2 separate regions of the Mus musculus genome follow, and region 2 is linked to region 1. The links are chromatin contacts, called in public HiChIP or PLAC-seq maps. All regions are on one chromosome and are shown on one strand. Each heading gives the region's core, a stretch centred on a gene start, on an enhancer-like site or on the middle of the called end of the contact. The rest is flanking DNA. Distances are from core to core; before and after follow the strand shown. Region 1 has its middle 11 kb from the start of Gm32513. Region 2 overlaps Tmem189 (transmembrane protein 189).

Evidence for each region. HiChIP or PLAC-seq counts read pairs in DNA pulled down with a chosen protein or histone mark.
Region 2: an H3K27ac HiChIP or PLAC-seq map of microglia shows a contact between it and region 1, with 3 times the contacts expected there. The contact joins two enhancer-like sites. A contact is called at or near these places in 3 of 39 promoter capture datasets (the C10 cell line, macrophages and neutrophils), 1 of 484 Hi-C or Micro-C datasets (the HL-1 cell line), 2 of 115 datasets of contacts at active chromatin or transcription factors (bone marrow-derived macrophages and microglia) and 2 of 9 other capture datasets (adipose tissue and liver).

What each region holds. Positions count from the first base shown.
Region 1 is chr2:167,797,046-167,804,340 of GRCm38.p6, reverse strand. No RefSeq gene overlaps it. Among named protein-coding and RNA genes, the nearest start is that of Gm32513, 11 kb to the right of the region's middle. Within about 2 kb of position 3,555, at least 138 of the 459 cell types and tissues checked have an H3K27ac peak or open chromatin away from gene starts, as enhancers often do. A contact at or near this core is called in the HL-1 cell line, bone marrow-derived macrophages and microglia, where this site is marked.
Region 2 is chr2:167,644,766-167,652,060 of GRCm38.p6, reverse strand. It overlaps Tmem189 (transmembrane protein 189), which reads left to right. Exons shown (of 6, transcript NM_145538.2): 3 at 5,002-5,093; 4 at 5,885-6,029; 5 at 7,085-7,295. Among named protein-coding and RNA genes, the nearest start is that of Tmem189, 13 kb to the left of the region's middle. Within about 2 kb of position 2,655, at least 85 of the 459 cell types and tissues checked have an H3K27ac peak or open chromatin away from gene starts, as enhancers often do. A contact at or near this core is called in the HL-1 cell line, bone marrow-derived macrophages and microglia, where this site is marked.

The DNA of each region.
Region 1 (7,295 bases), core at 2,306-4,805:
TTCTACATGCATGTGTCATATACATGTCTTTTAGTGTGTGTGATTGCAAGTTGGTAAGGTGCATGTCATGTGATGGACGGGAGTGTGTGTGTGTATATTTGTGTGCATGTGGGTGCTGGAGGGAGTATGTGTGTGCATGTGTGTGCATGTCTGTGCTGGAGGGAGTATGTGTGTATGTGTGCATGTGTGTGCTAGAGGGAGTATGTGTGTACGTGTGTGCATGTGTGTGCATGTGTGTGCATGTGGAGGTTCTCACTGAACCAGAGCTCACAGACTCCGCTAGTCTAGTCAGCCAGCCTATCTGAGGGGAGGGATGGGAAGGGATAGTGGCCCTGTTTCAGTCTCTACCTCCCAAGTGCTCAGATTAAAGGCAGCCAGCATTCTTGCTGAGTGTGAGTTCTGGGTACCTGAACTCCAGTCCACTGAACTGTCTCCTCAACCCCTCAAGGCCAGCTTTGATTTTTCCTGAGACAGAGTTTCTCTATGTAGCCCTGGCTGTCCTAAACTTGCTTTGTTGACCAGACTGGCCTTGAACTCACAGAGACTCACCTATCCCTGACTCCCAAGTGCTGGGATTAAAGGCGTTTGCCACCACACCCATCGAGGCTAGCTTTAACCAGAGGACCCAGGCATGGCCCCAAGCAGAGACTGACTGAGCATATCACTAAGACAAGGCCAAATATCACCAAGTCAAAGCCTTGGTCAAGCAGGGACAGTGGACTCATTGTTCATGGCGGTCGTGAGAATAAGAACTGCAAGGGTTCATCCTCTTCTTTGTCTCCATGGCCCCAGAGAGGACAGGCCATGGGTGAGACTTCCTGAGAGCAGAAGCCCCCGAGGAGTCTCCTGCAGGACGCACACCAGAGCCCAGAGTGGCGGCAAAGGCTGGGAAGTGGACCCACTCAGTAGCCTGGCCCTGGAAGAAGATCTCAGGGAGCCCCCAGAGCTTGATTCATTGGAGACTCTTCAAGGGCATCCTGAGGCCAGGCCTCCATAGTCACTGGCTGAACTACAGACCCATTCCCTGAAGAGTTTCTGGAAGTGAGTGCTTACTGTGCATGTTTCAGTTGCAACCCCACCACAAATGGGGAAACTGAGGCCTGAGGAGAAGACAGGCAGGATACAATGTGACCCCATCACACACCCCCCTCAGCACCCCTGAGGTTTCTGAGAAGCCTCTGTGTCCCAAGGGCACAGCGATTCTCAACAGGTCCTAGGCAGAGAGGGTCTCACAGTGTCCTTATGAAATACACCCACTTCCAGGATTATCACAGACTTAAGTGCCCTTCCCCTGGCCTGACCATGACATTGGACAAACCCACAGTACATCACCCCACCAGGACCCCTACAGTAACATCATGGAGACCCAAAACATTCAGTTCCACAGAGTGCCCCCCTGCTCTTCCCTAACCAAACCCACTTCCCACCCCAACCCTGACCCTGACCCTGGCAACCACTAATCTGTTCTCCATTTCTATAATTGTGTGGTTTCTAGAATGTTCTATAAATGGCATCACACAGTGTATAACCTCTGGTTTGGGATTGTTTGGCTCAGCATAATTCTGAGGGCTGGTGTTTGCTGTGAGCCTCGAGGGCGCTTTCCTCACACACCAAGTGGTGCTCTGTCAGCGGGCTCACGGTCATGTCACCCGCGGCCACAGGACAAGGAGCTGCCTTTGCTGATCTCAAGGCAGGGATTCCAACTGTGTCCAGAGTGCCTGTGCCACGCCCCTAGGCTACTTTTTAACCATCATTTTGAACACCACACTAACTGCCACTCCAGGACCTCGAGTCTCTAGTCCTTCCCTGAGTTTGGGGTCCTCGTCTTTTGTAAGCACTTAGTAGAATATGCGGCCCATGATATCTGACTAACATCACAGAATCTCTGGCATGAAGGATGGTGATCCCTTCCCCCCTACTCTCTCCCTTGTGCTCAGTTCACTTCCTGTTTGGATGGTTGTTTGCAACAGGGTCTCACTGGATACCCACGATGGCCTAGAACTCACGATCTTCCTGCCTCAATCTGCAGAGAGCTAAGATGACAGGCCCATGCCACATTGTCAGCATTCTGTTTCTTTGGTCCCATGTAGACCAGGCTGGCCTCAAACTCACTGGACTCTTCCTTCAGCAGGTACTTCAGAGTGTTGGGATTACAGACATGCAGCGCCACGCCCAGCTGGCTTTACCTTTTTAACTGATGAGTTTGTGTGTAAGGCTAGCACCGTACTGTGGAGCCTCATAGCCTAGGCTCTGCTGTGTCATCTTTGTAATGGGGCCGTTAAAGAACATAATCGTTGACTCTCCATGAGGCCACTGATAAATTTGCCTGTGTGTTTGTGTGTGTATGTGTGTGTGTGTGTGTGTGTGTGTGTGTGTGTGTGATGGTGGATGTGTGTGAATGTGTGTGTGTGCATAGGTATGTAGTATGTGTGTGTGTGCGCGTGTGTGGTGGTATGTGTATGTGTGTGGTGTGTATGTATGTGTGTACACTGTGTTGTGTTGCACATGCACTGAGAGTGCATGTGTGACGGTATGTGTGTGGTGTGTATGTGTGTATACTGTGTGTTGTGTTACATATACACACGCAGACACAGCGGACGATGTCATTTATCTGTCTCCATTATCTGTGTTTTGAGGCAGGGTCTCTCACTGCACAGAAGTAGTTTCAGCCAGGCCAGCTGACCAGCAGCTCTAGGGATCTGCTTATCTCCCACCCACAGTGCAGTGGCTTCGAGCATGCTCAGACATGGTCAGCTCTTATCTGGGTGCTAGGGATCCGAGCTCAGGTCTTCCCCTAATTCCCTTGTTCTCACATCATGCAGCTTCTCGCTCAGCCTTCTTGAGGCTGGGCCACTCCTTATCTTCTTACTATGCTTTTTCGAGTCAATGGTTCTTTCGACCGTGTGTGTTTGAGAGGCCCAACTGGCCAGTCCTCCTCTGGCTCTCGACACCTTATCTTTTGGGGGCAGGGTTTCTATGGCCTGAAGTGATCTGATTCAGTTAGAGTGTCTGGTCTGGGAGTCCTAGGGATTCTCCCATCTCCACCCCTACCCCCAGGCACTGGGCTCCTGGTTATTCCCCATCACACCAGGCTAGTTGTACGGGTACTGTGGATCTGAGTTTGGGTGCTCGCACTAACACAGTGAACACTACCCACTGAGCCATCTCGCCTACCCCTCAGTGCTTCGTGTGGAGTGAGGTTTGGGTCCGCACACTGTTTCTGCAGGGGCATGCTTGATGGCCGCACACTGTGTTCAGAAGGTCTCCGCCTCCCCCCGCCCCCCTTCTTCTACTGACAGGCCTTCTCGGCTTAGTCATGGGGACTCATCCACAGTCTGCTCCAAGCTCTCTGTGCTCTGCTCATCTGAACGTCTGTCTGTCCTTGTATCTGTCTGTCCATCCTCTGCCCACACTAGACCCCCTCACAGGTACAGGGCAGACCTTACAGGAGCTTTCTCCGTGGAAGGAAGTCACATGCTTTAGTTCACATGTTTTAGTTCACTGATAAACAAGGGATGAAATTCCTTTCCTCTGTGTAATTCCTTTGAAAAGAGAACACTGAGAACACTGAGGCCTAGCAGGGAAAGATGCCTGCCATTCAGCCTGACAGCCTACTGGGTGTGAGGGGACAACTGACTCCTGAAACTGTCCTCTGACTCCCACACATGAACTGCTGCAAGCAAAGCCTCCCCCCTCTCCCTTTCCCCCTCCCCCTCTCCCCCTTCCTCCATCTTCCTCCCCCTCCCTATCCCTCCTCCGCCACCCCCCCCCCCCCAAAACACACAAATACATAAAAATGCAACTAAAGAAAAAGAGTGTCACATCTCTGTGAGTTCCAGGCAAGTCACATTTCAGAGAGAGACAGAAACAGAGAGAGAAGAAAGGAGAGGGAGGGGAGAGAGGGGAGGGGGGAGGGGGGAGGGAGGGAGGGAGGGAGGGAGGGAGGGAGAGAGGGAGAGAGAGAGAGAGAGGGAGAGAGAGAGAGAGAGAGAGAGAGAGAGAGAGAGAATACCAGAGGACAGAGGTTGCTATAGGTTAGTAACTGTCTAGTCAGGGACTACATTTCCCAACTTGCTTTGCACCTAGAACCATGTGATCATCTCTGGCCTATGGTCTCTAAGGGAAGTGACTTTCTTGGCTCTCTACCAGGCCTTCCTTGGTGCTCCACCCCTTAATTTTTCCCTGTCTGCTAATAAATGGATGTTGATCCCAGGTGACCTTGGGATGACCTGTGGAAGATGGCTGAGTGTCCATTTCTCTTCCTCCCTAGGACCATCCAAATCTAAAATTACAATGCACCAGAGACCCACTTTCAAGTTTGAAATTAAGAGAATGTCCCTCCTAGCTGGGCAGTGGGGGTCCGTGCCTCTAATCCCAGCATTCAGGAGGCAGAGGCAGGCGGATCTCTGTGAGTTCTAGGCCAGCCTAGTTTACATAGTTCCAGGATAGTCAAAGCTACATGCTGAGACACTGTCTCCAACCGAACAAGAGAAAAATATCCCTGCTAGCAGACTCAAAAGCTTTCACTTCCGCACCACACATATGGAACAGCCCAGAGAGGAAATGTGTTTGCCCAGGGTCGCACAGCAGTTCCACTGACTGAGGCAACTGATCTCCAAGAGCCTTTGAGTTCTTGTCTTTAAGGTCAGGCAAGTCAGAGCCTGCTGGTCCATACTCCAGGGTAGACAATTACAGAAGAAAATCATAATTAATAATTCAGTGTGAGGCGACTCAGAGCTTCCGGGCCTGGGCGGCGCCAGATGGAGGGAGAAGTAATTTTAAGACTTCCACCTTCCTGGGACGTGAGGGGCAATTTAAACTAAGCGCCAATAAACACACCTGAGACAGCCGTGACCTTTGCTACAAAGTGCTCCTTCGCCTCCAAAAGCCACTCTGTCTTATGATGTGGAATCTATTTGTGAATTGAGGTTTCAAAAAAAAAAAAAAAAAAAGACCAGGAGGGATTTATAGGAAACAACATGGCAGGGTGACAGACTGAATGGGTCAAAGGGCGGCAGAGGCGGGCAGCACTGGGGAGGAGGAGGAGGGAAGGCAGCCAAGGGTTCTGGGCCAGGCATGTTCACCCAGACACAAGCCTACTCTACCCCTATAGTGTTGGGAAGTCCCATGCATGGGCTTCACCAACAGTGCCTCAGGTTCCCGGGTCCTCCTGTTTAATCTGAGAGCACGGTTTCAGGGTAGAGGAGCTATGGAGACCAAGGTACCCAGCCTGGGCCCCAGATAAGCACTGAGGTGGCCATGGGGCGGCGGCTGGGCCTTGGCTTCTCATAGGTTCCCAGTGCCTACAGCAGGCAGTGAGTGAGTATAAGGCACCACAAGGATGTTAGGCCCTTAAGCCGCACCTTGACACCCCTCCGTTTCCCCTGTCTCTCTCTCCCTCGGGCCTGCGTGTCCCTTTCTGTCATTCTAACCTATGCATTGCCATGTCTCTTGCCTGCCCCTCCCCCTGCAGGCGACAGGGCTCCCGTCCCTCCTCCTTGGTGGACATAGTGACCAAGTCTTCCCAGTATGCATTGTGGCTGGCCCGACTTTCAATAACTTCCTAATATCAGGAACGCTTAGCCAGGACTTCACGGCCTCAGAACCTTCTAATCACCATCCAGTCCTCCTAAGGACAAGCTGGACCCAAGTGTCCCTCGGGGAAACTCAGCAGAAAGGGGTGATAGTAGTGGGCAGAAATGTCACTTGGTCCCTTTGCCTGGACATGTCCTGGAGGCCAGGCCTTGGAGACACAGAATCCATAAGCATTAGTTCAGAGCCAGCACTGACTCTCACGTCTTCTGTTCCTGACCTGAGATGTCACTCCTGTACTTGCTTACGTGTCCACTCCGGGGGCATAAACAGCCTTGCTGTCCGTGGAGACGGAGGCAAACATTCCAAGTTCCTGTGAGTCGCAGGTGGTAGGAGCTGACTGGCTAGCTCAGAACTGTCTGGAAGGCTTTCCTGGGAGGGGGAATGCATGCCGGGTTCTGAAGGCTGAGTAGGAGTTTGCAGGCATGTAGTGGCTGCTGCCAGACACCCCACCCAGTTCCCCTGTTCTCTGCTCCTGCTCCTTACAGATGGGGAACATCTGTGTCCAAACACATAGCCAGCTGGAGCCACTGACTTCCCCTGATTTCCAGAAGGTTAGAACAGCCCTTCAATGCTGACCTATCCCGAGTTCCCCAAATGGGAACATTTTCAGTTTGCTTCCCTTCTGAAGTTGGTCCCACCCTGTTCTGGGGGCCTTCCAGGGTCACCTGAATTCCCGGAGAACTCAGAGCAGCCCGGGGTTCTCTATGGAGCTGCCAGTACGCGGTATGAGGGCTTTGGGGCCTCTGCACTAGCTGAGCTGGTGCCTGGGGGGCTCTTTTGGGAGAGCTCCTCTCCTTTGGGCCTCAGCTCAAACGTCACCTTAGAGAGCTTTCTCTGGCCACCTAGTGAAGCAGCACCTAAGTCCCAGTTCATCCCTGAGTCTTCACATTCCTCTGGGTCTCCTAGGAAGGTCAGTCTGTCTGTCTGCCTGTCTGCACCAGGATCTCAGTCCCAGGAGGCCGGAGCCTGCCTCCTCGCTCCCGCCCCTAATCCCATGTGGGCACCACAGATGCTCAGCGGATTTTCAGTAGGTAAATGACGGAGACCTCAGGACTCCTCTACTTTTCTCTGAAACATTTCTCCACCCAAAACTCACTTATACTGTACATTTTCATATTTTTTTAAAAATCTCTTTTTTTTTTTTTCTGAGACTAGAGGCATGGCTCAGCAGTTAAGAGAACAGCATATCATCACCTTTTTAAAGGACTTGAGTTCAGTTCCCAGGACTGACTGTAACTCCAGCTCCAGGGGTGCCAGGGGTCTCTTCTGGGCTCTGAGTAAACCTGCACTCATGTGCACAAGTTCACAAACACACACACTTAATGATAAAATAAATCTTTGGGTGGGGGCAGGGGGAGGTGGTTTGAGAAGGGCTTTGCTGTGTAGCCCTGGGTAGCCTAGAACTCACTATGAACACCAGACTGGCTTTAAACTCTTAGTGATAGCTTGCCTGAACCTCTCTGACGCTGAGATTAAAGGATAGTGCCTAAAGTAAGTATTTTTTAAATCACTTTTAATGTTAAATTCCCTTTCTTCTTTGGACAGTTTCTACACAAATAGAAGATGTTCTTCCACAGAAACTCTTAATTTCACTCTGAAGATCCTCAGCCAGTAGGGCGAGACTCTCTCTTGTTACTCGAGATAAGTTAAACCTGAGCAGCTTTTAGGAATCCATTCTCTGTGTCCACCTTTATGTGGGC
Region 2 (7,295 bases), core at 1,406-3,905, 150 kb after region 1:
GGGCAGCTTGGAGACTGAGGAGGGCAGGGATCAGCACCGAGTCCCAGAGGCCACACTGCCTGAGGCGTCTGGATTAACCGAGCCTGACCGATGTGCTTGCTCAGGGTCTGTCTACCTAGTCTGCCGGCCTCTCAGCTCCACGCAGCCTTCACAATGCTGCTGTCACTGGATAGAGCAGCATCCTTGTGCCCTTCCCAGTGCCTGTGGGGAAGGATGGTGACCATGCCAAAGCTGCTCCCAGGGTGACCCAGCCACCAGCCACCACCAGGGCTGGAACAAAGAGACGTCTGTATCTGTACCCTGCCCCCATTAAAGGAGCCTCATGGGCAACTGAGTGCCCTAGAAAACAGCTACCAGGCTGCAGGAATCGAGAGCCTTTTCCTCAGGTGGTGGGAGAAGACACTCTTGTTCGGGTTATTCCTGACACCAGCGCCAAGCATGCCTCTGTGAATACCAGGTGCCAGCCATCCTACAGATGGCAAGACTGAGGCTCGCAGAGGGATGCCGGGCTCAGGCTACAGGCAGCTGCCACTGGGGAGCTTGTACCAGAGCCCAGAGCGCTGGCTGCACCCTTGTGCTTCTTTCGCTAGTTTCTGCTAGTTAAGGGACAGGCATCCTGCATGACTCTCATTTCCCAGACCTGGACATGAGGCTGAGTGTGGTCCTCTCGACTCCACCTGCACAGGTGACCTTGGACAGTCCTTTGCTGCCAGCCTGAGCAGGTCTGAGATCTCTGAGCAGGGCAGGTGTGATGGGGCTGTCACTGGACATGAAGGGAGATTGCACCGTTCGTGTAGATGGTTCTCTATGATGACCCCGATCTCCTGATCTTCACCTTCAGAGTGCTGGGTTTACTCGGCAGCTGTTTCTGCAGGGTTGGAATCAAACCCAGGGAACCCAGGGCTTTGTGTGTGAGATATAATTCTCTTCTGGCAGTTGCTTTTAGGCCATTTCCGGATAAGGAATGGTGGAAAGAAGCAGGCATTGAAGCTCTGTGCTTGTGCCAGTTAGCACCCAGGGGGGCTGCTCTATGCTATGCTCTGCCATCGATCACTTGCCTTTAGTCTCATAGCCAGTGTCCCCTTCCTATCCCAGAGTCCCATCTAGGCTAGCACAATCTGGTTACTTGTCATGGCCCTATTTGAGGATCATTGGTCTGTGGCAGTTTCTCAGCCACAGCCCAGGCTGCCTTCAAGTTCTCTCTGTAGCCCAGACTCCCGATGCTCAGCCTCCTGAGTGCTGGGGGCAGAACTCAGGCCCATACACATACTGGGAAGGCGGTCTCCCTCTGACGCCTCACTTGCAATCTTGGCTGACTTGGGAACACTGGTTAGAATTATTAGGATGCCTCAGAGTCTAGAGTGGTGATGCTCTCCTGGCCTGATTGGTATCAGCAGAACAGCTCAGTGTAGCTCGCCACTGTGAGGTCACTTTGCCCTGGACCAGGAGCACCTTCTGGGTTTTTTCCCATGTTACCACGCACCCCTCCCGGCCTCTTTTGAGACAGCCTCAGCCCAAACTTAAGTCAGTAGTGAGGCCCATACAGCGCACTTTCCTGACGCCCTTGGCAGTGCTGGGTACTGGAAAGAGGCTCCCAAAGGCCACCCTGGCTTGACTTGGTAATGCTGTTCTACTGTGTTCTGATCACAGAGGATTAACTGCCCAGGACAGTTAAGGGGAAGGAGCTTAACCACACTAACCTTGGTCCACAAGGACTAACAGAGTCGATGCACTCAAGTCCAGTGTGCTCTGGTTTAAAAGAAAAAGTGTCAACCAAAAAAAGAAGGAAGGAAGGAAGGAAGGAAAAAAAAAAGGGAAAAGAAACCTCTATGGTGTCAAACAGAAGTCAGGCATAGTGGTAAGTGTCTTTAATCTCAGAACTCGGGAGGCAGAGTTTTGAGTTTGAAGCCAGCTTGGTCTACTTAGCAATTTCCAGGCTAGCCAAGGTTACATGATGAAACCCTGCCAATAAAGTAAGTAAGTGTTGGGACTGGGTGGGTAGCTCAGCGGATAAAGCGCTCACTCTACAAGGGTGAGTATTAGAGTTCGCATCCCGTATAGAAAAAATCCAAGTGTGTATAGCAGCCTACCTATAATCCCAGCCGTTAGGTGGAGATGGGATCCCCAGGGCAAGCTGGCTTGCTAGACTAGCCAAAGCTGCAAGCTCTGTGTTCAGCCAGAGGGCAGCAAGTAGAGAGCCTAGAAGAACCTTAGTGCCACCGTCTGTTAGGGTATGTTTGCACACCTGTCACCCTTGTACTTGACAGGCTGAGACCGGAGGATCAGAAAAGTTCAAGGCCAACCAGGGCTGCATGAGTCTCTGTCTCAAAAAAACACAATGTCTCTGCTGTCCTCAGACCAGGGGATGGGGGAATCTGTGAGCACATGGGCTTCTCCATGAACGAGCAATGCACCCAGGGCTCCGTAAAGGTCCAGTGGGGGCTGCGTGCATTGTACCAGATGATGGCACAGTAGTCACCAGCAAAAAGGGAAATGGCCAATGCATGTGACACATGAGTGACTCCAGATGTGCTAGCCCAGTGAAGCAAGCCAAACCCAAAATACTTGCAAACAAGGTATTACAACAATACCATCGCATCATCCCTCACCCCCTGTGCTGACTGACACGTTGCCTGTGGTCACCCTGTGATGTTGGCAGGGTTGAGTCATAACAACAGAGACTATGTGGCCACAGAGCTGGCTGCCTCCGTGTCTAGCTTTGTTATAGAAGGTTTGCTGGCCCCTTAAGCTCCACATGAAGAGGAAGCCGCGTGGTGACCTTGGCTGGTCAGAGAGGTACAGCCTTGAGCCACATAAGCCTGCACACCAGGGTGTGCAGGTTAGGTACAGTTCTAATCAAACTCCAGCCATACCTGGGGAAGGAAGAGATCATCTCATCCACGGCCTGGGCCGGACATTCAGGACAAGAAGCCTGGACTTGGAGCCCCTGCCGTGCTCTACCACAGGACCAGTATTCCCCATAACTGTCAGGATGGCGGTGTTTAAATCTGTCATTGGTCAGTGATACTGGGACAGGCCTCTGGAAGGATGCTGAGCCCAAATTTGGCAAGAGGCAGAGCAGTGTAGTTAGCTAGAGACAGGTTCCCCAACCCTTGCTTGCTTAGAGGCAGTATGTCTACACCATTCATAGTAGACAGTGGGTCCTGCAGTAATGCCCCAGACCTGCTGGGGTGCCCGGTAGCAGCAAGTCCTCTTCGGGGCACGTTGTCTTCACTGAGCAACAGGACTGCCCGGTGCTAGGCAGTGGAGCCCTTCTATCATCTTCCACCGCTTCTCTGGCCCCACTGCCTATGCTTGGATGGGTGAATAGAGAGATGAGCAGGTAGGTGGGTGGAGGGATGAATGGATAGTGCATAGACACATTAGGTAGGAGGTGGATGGATGCATGGGTAGGTAAATTTGTGGATAAGTAGCCAGGTGGCTGGACAGGTACCACTGGCTTCTAAAAACCTACCCTTAGCAGCTGCCTTTAAACAGATTGGACACTGGGATTCCATTCCCAAGGTAGCCTGCATCCTTCCTCCTGTCACCTGGGTTACAGTCTCACTCTCTTGGGAGGTGTCCAGAGGTTCTCACCCACAGGCCTCATGGCACCCCCAAGGCCTTGGTCCCCCGTCAATGAGAGTCCAAAAGCACCATTGCAACTCAGAACCTGGGCCAGGCAACCAGTTTACAGTCAGAAACTGAGGGATGGAGGACACTGGCACAGGCCTGTACAGCTCCTCATTCCCAGCTACCCTAATGGGTCAGCTCTGAGGGCCTACTGTGTGCCAGTTGCTACCCCACGCAGCATTGAGCCCATTGATGTCGCAAAACCAAGGTCCAGTCCTAAACCAGAGCCCACGGTGCCCCAGGTAACTCAGGTCTTAGGAAGGGCACGGAGCCAGGACCCTAAGCCTCGGAGGAAAGCAAGTTGTTGAACTGCATCCTGGAGAGGAAGAATGTTCCGGGCAGAGAGGAACAGTGAGGGCAGAGGCTCAAAGGACAAGAAGGTGCAGGGGGTGAAGGAAGGGCAGGGACACTGCTAGGCTCTCTGCCTCAGTTTCCCCATGTGTACGTGGCTCCTCCTATTCCTGATTTGAATCTCAAGGCCTTAGGAGCCAGCTATGCCACTGCCATGTGTTTGACTTGGGCTCCATCCCTCTGTCCCATTCTGTGGGTCACCTCTGTCGAGTAAGCTAAATGCTACTAACAGGTAAGAAAGTGACAGAGAGGCCACAGACAGAGAGCGTGTCCTGCTGAGACTTGATAAACAGTCACCACTGCGATCTTTTACATCTTCACCACTCCTGTTCCACAAGAGAAAGTGGGACACAGAGATGTTAAGTAACACACACGATCTCACACAGCTCATGGGGAGGGGAGGGCTACCCCAAGCTAGTTCTGAGCAGGTTGAAAGTAAACAAAGAGCCCGGCTGTGGTGGCGCACACCTTTAATCCCAGCCTTGGGAGGCAGAGGCAGGCGGATTTCTGGGTTCGAGGCCAGCCTGGTCTACAAAGTAAGTTCCAGGACAGCCAGGGCTATACAGAGAAACCCTGTCTTGAAAAACAAAACAAAACAAAACAAAACAAAAAAACTAAACAAAGGGAAAGCTCAAAACTGAGTCCATGATACAAGCCAGGTGGGATAGGTGGGATGGAGACAAAATTGCAAGTAAGGAATTGCTTATGTTTGCTGTAGCCCAGGCTAGCCTCTAACTCTGGATCCTCCCACCTCAGCCTCCCAGGTGCTGGGATTCTAGGCAGCTCAGCTGAGGCCTAGGAAGGCAGTGATGCCCCCACCTCAGGGAGTGAGTCTGCTCTGTGCAGACCAGAACCAGGGATGTTGCGTGAGACTCTGTGCACTGGGCAGGGGCCCGGATGCTCCGATCTCATAATGAATAAACAGTCAAGATTGTGGAGCGGGGAATGGTCCCCAACAGGAGGGGCGAGGACGTCTCTGAGTGCCCCTGCCCTGGCTTACATTCTTGTTGCCCACAGTTGCAGGGGCTCTCGTCGCTGACTTCCTGTCCGGCCTGGTACATTGGGGTGCTGATACATGGGGTTCTGTGGACCTGCCCATTGTCGGGAAGGTGCGTATGCCGGGCTGTGTGACTGTCCCGGGGTCAGTCCCCTAAGACTGGACTGAGGATCCCCGAGGTTGGTAACAGCACAGGAGGGTGGGTCGGAGAGCCTCCTGGAGTCTTCCCTCAAGTCAGGGCCAATCCCGTGCTCGCATGTAAGCTGTCGGTGAGGCTTTCGGGCTTAGGCAGAAGATTGAATTCAAACCAGTTCCATCAGGCAAGGATTCCGAGTCAGTCAGTGCTAAGTTAAAGCCAGGGCAGCCACCTTTTCAGAATGGGCATTCCATCTCTAGTCTCTGCCTTCCCTGCTGAGTTCAGGCCTCCACTCCTGTCTGCCTAGAGAATTCTTTCCCCTAGTGGCTGCCAAACTCCTAGCACCTCATCCCATTAGTCCAGTTGGTATGGCACCGCCCATCTGCAGCCAAGCCCTGCCAGGGAGATGGATGGGCTCTGGTTAGCCGGTCCTAGGTCTGTGCTCACTCAGGCCAGGCTCCACTTAGCAGCATGAATTGAGAGCCTGGAGATTGTTCCCAGAATCAGGAGCTTAAGGGCCAGGTAGACAGGGTCCCCTTTGATTTTGTGGAGATTGTCTCCAAGTCCCTCCCAGTATGGTTGGGGAAACTGAGGCTCAAAAGGATTGAGGAAGATCCACATCAGTGTATTGAAGCCATTGTGGACTGCAGCCTACCAGACCGCCCCAGGCAGGGTCTGTGTCTGTGGCAAGGTAGAGGGTGGGGAGCTACAGGAGAGAGTCTGGATTCAGCTGACCAGGAGGCTACCTCTGTACCCTGCCCACCTAGGCCTTCATCCGGCCATTCCGGGAGCACCACATTGACCCCACAGCCATCACAAGGCATGACTTCATCGAGACCAATGGGGACAACTGCCTGGTCACGCTGCTGCCACTGCTAAACATGGCCTACAAGTTCCGGACCCAGAGCCCAGGTGAGACCTGCAGTTGGGGCTCCTCAGAGTCAGAGTCCCCGGAGAGGCTCCCAGGGTGTGTGGGCGTCTTGTGACATTTAAAGAAAGTATTCTCCATTCGTAGGGCGCATGTAAAAGTTGGGCATGTAGCCTAAGACGGCATTCTCTGGTAACGTGACCCCCAGGGTCCTCCTTCACAGAGCTGCTCATTTGACTCGCTCCTTGTGAGTCACAGGCAGCCCAGGCCTCGTTCTGTTGTATTATTTAAAGAAAAGGCACACTATGAGCATGTGGATGGGACCTATTAGCCAAGAGCTGGCCCGCTGTGTCTGTACCCTGGGTTCAATCCCAGCACTGGGAAAAAAGGCAAAATATAGACTGTGAGCTGAGGCCAGCAATGCCCGGTTTTGAGTCCCAAAGCTATCTGGCCCACTGTTGGGCATCAGGGGAGGCAAAGCCAGAACTTCTGCTAGTTGGCAACACTTCCCTTTGGGAGAAACAGAGGGTCTGTCCATGGCCGGGGATGGGGTACTGCTGGGCCCACCCCCCTTACTGACAGTCTCCCAGCAGCCCCTTCTCCATATACCCACTTCCTTCCTCTCCCTATCCCATGAGCAGGAAGCCAGCAAGTACAGGCCTCCCGGAGGCCCATGGCTTTGCTTTCTTCCAAGGTGAACTCTGTGGAGCTGCTATACCCTAGAAACCCACAGAGCCCCACAGAGCCTGAATCCCTGTCCCAGATGCTGCCTGCCTCCCTTGCTCTGTAGATGTGTTCCAGCAAGAGATACTCCCTTGAGCACATGAGTGTCCTGCTTCAGAGAACCAGACCCAGAGTCCCTGCTCCGAGCCCATGCAACCCACAAGTGTCAGCAAGAATCAGAAGCCAGCCTGGCTGGCTGAGAGCCCACACTCTTAGCCAATCCCTGGCTGCTTCTAGATCTGAAGATCTGATGGTAGAGGCTGAGGTGGTGCTCCACCTCAGGGGTCTGGGTGCTCCTGGCACAGGAGCTGGCCGGCCAGTGGGGCAGCTGCCAAGGTCCCATGCCCTTGCCCTTGCCCTTGCCCTTGCTTTGCAGAGACCCTGGAGCAGCTGTACCCTTGGGAATGCTTCGTCTTCTGTCTGACCATCTTTGGCACCTTCACCAACCAGATCCACAAGTGGTCACACACATACTTAGGGCTGCCATACTGGGTCACCGTCCTGCAGGACTGGCACGTGATCCTACCACGGAAACACCATCGCATCCACCACGTGGCGCCCCACGAAACATACTTCTGTATCACCAC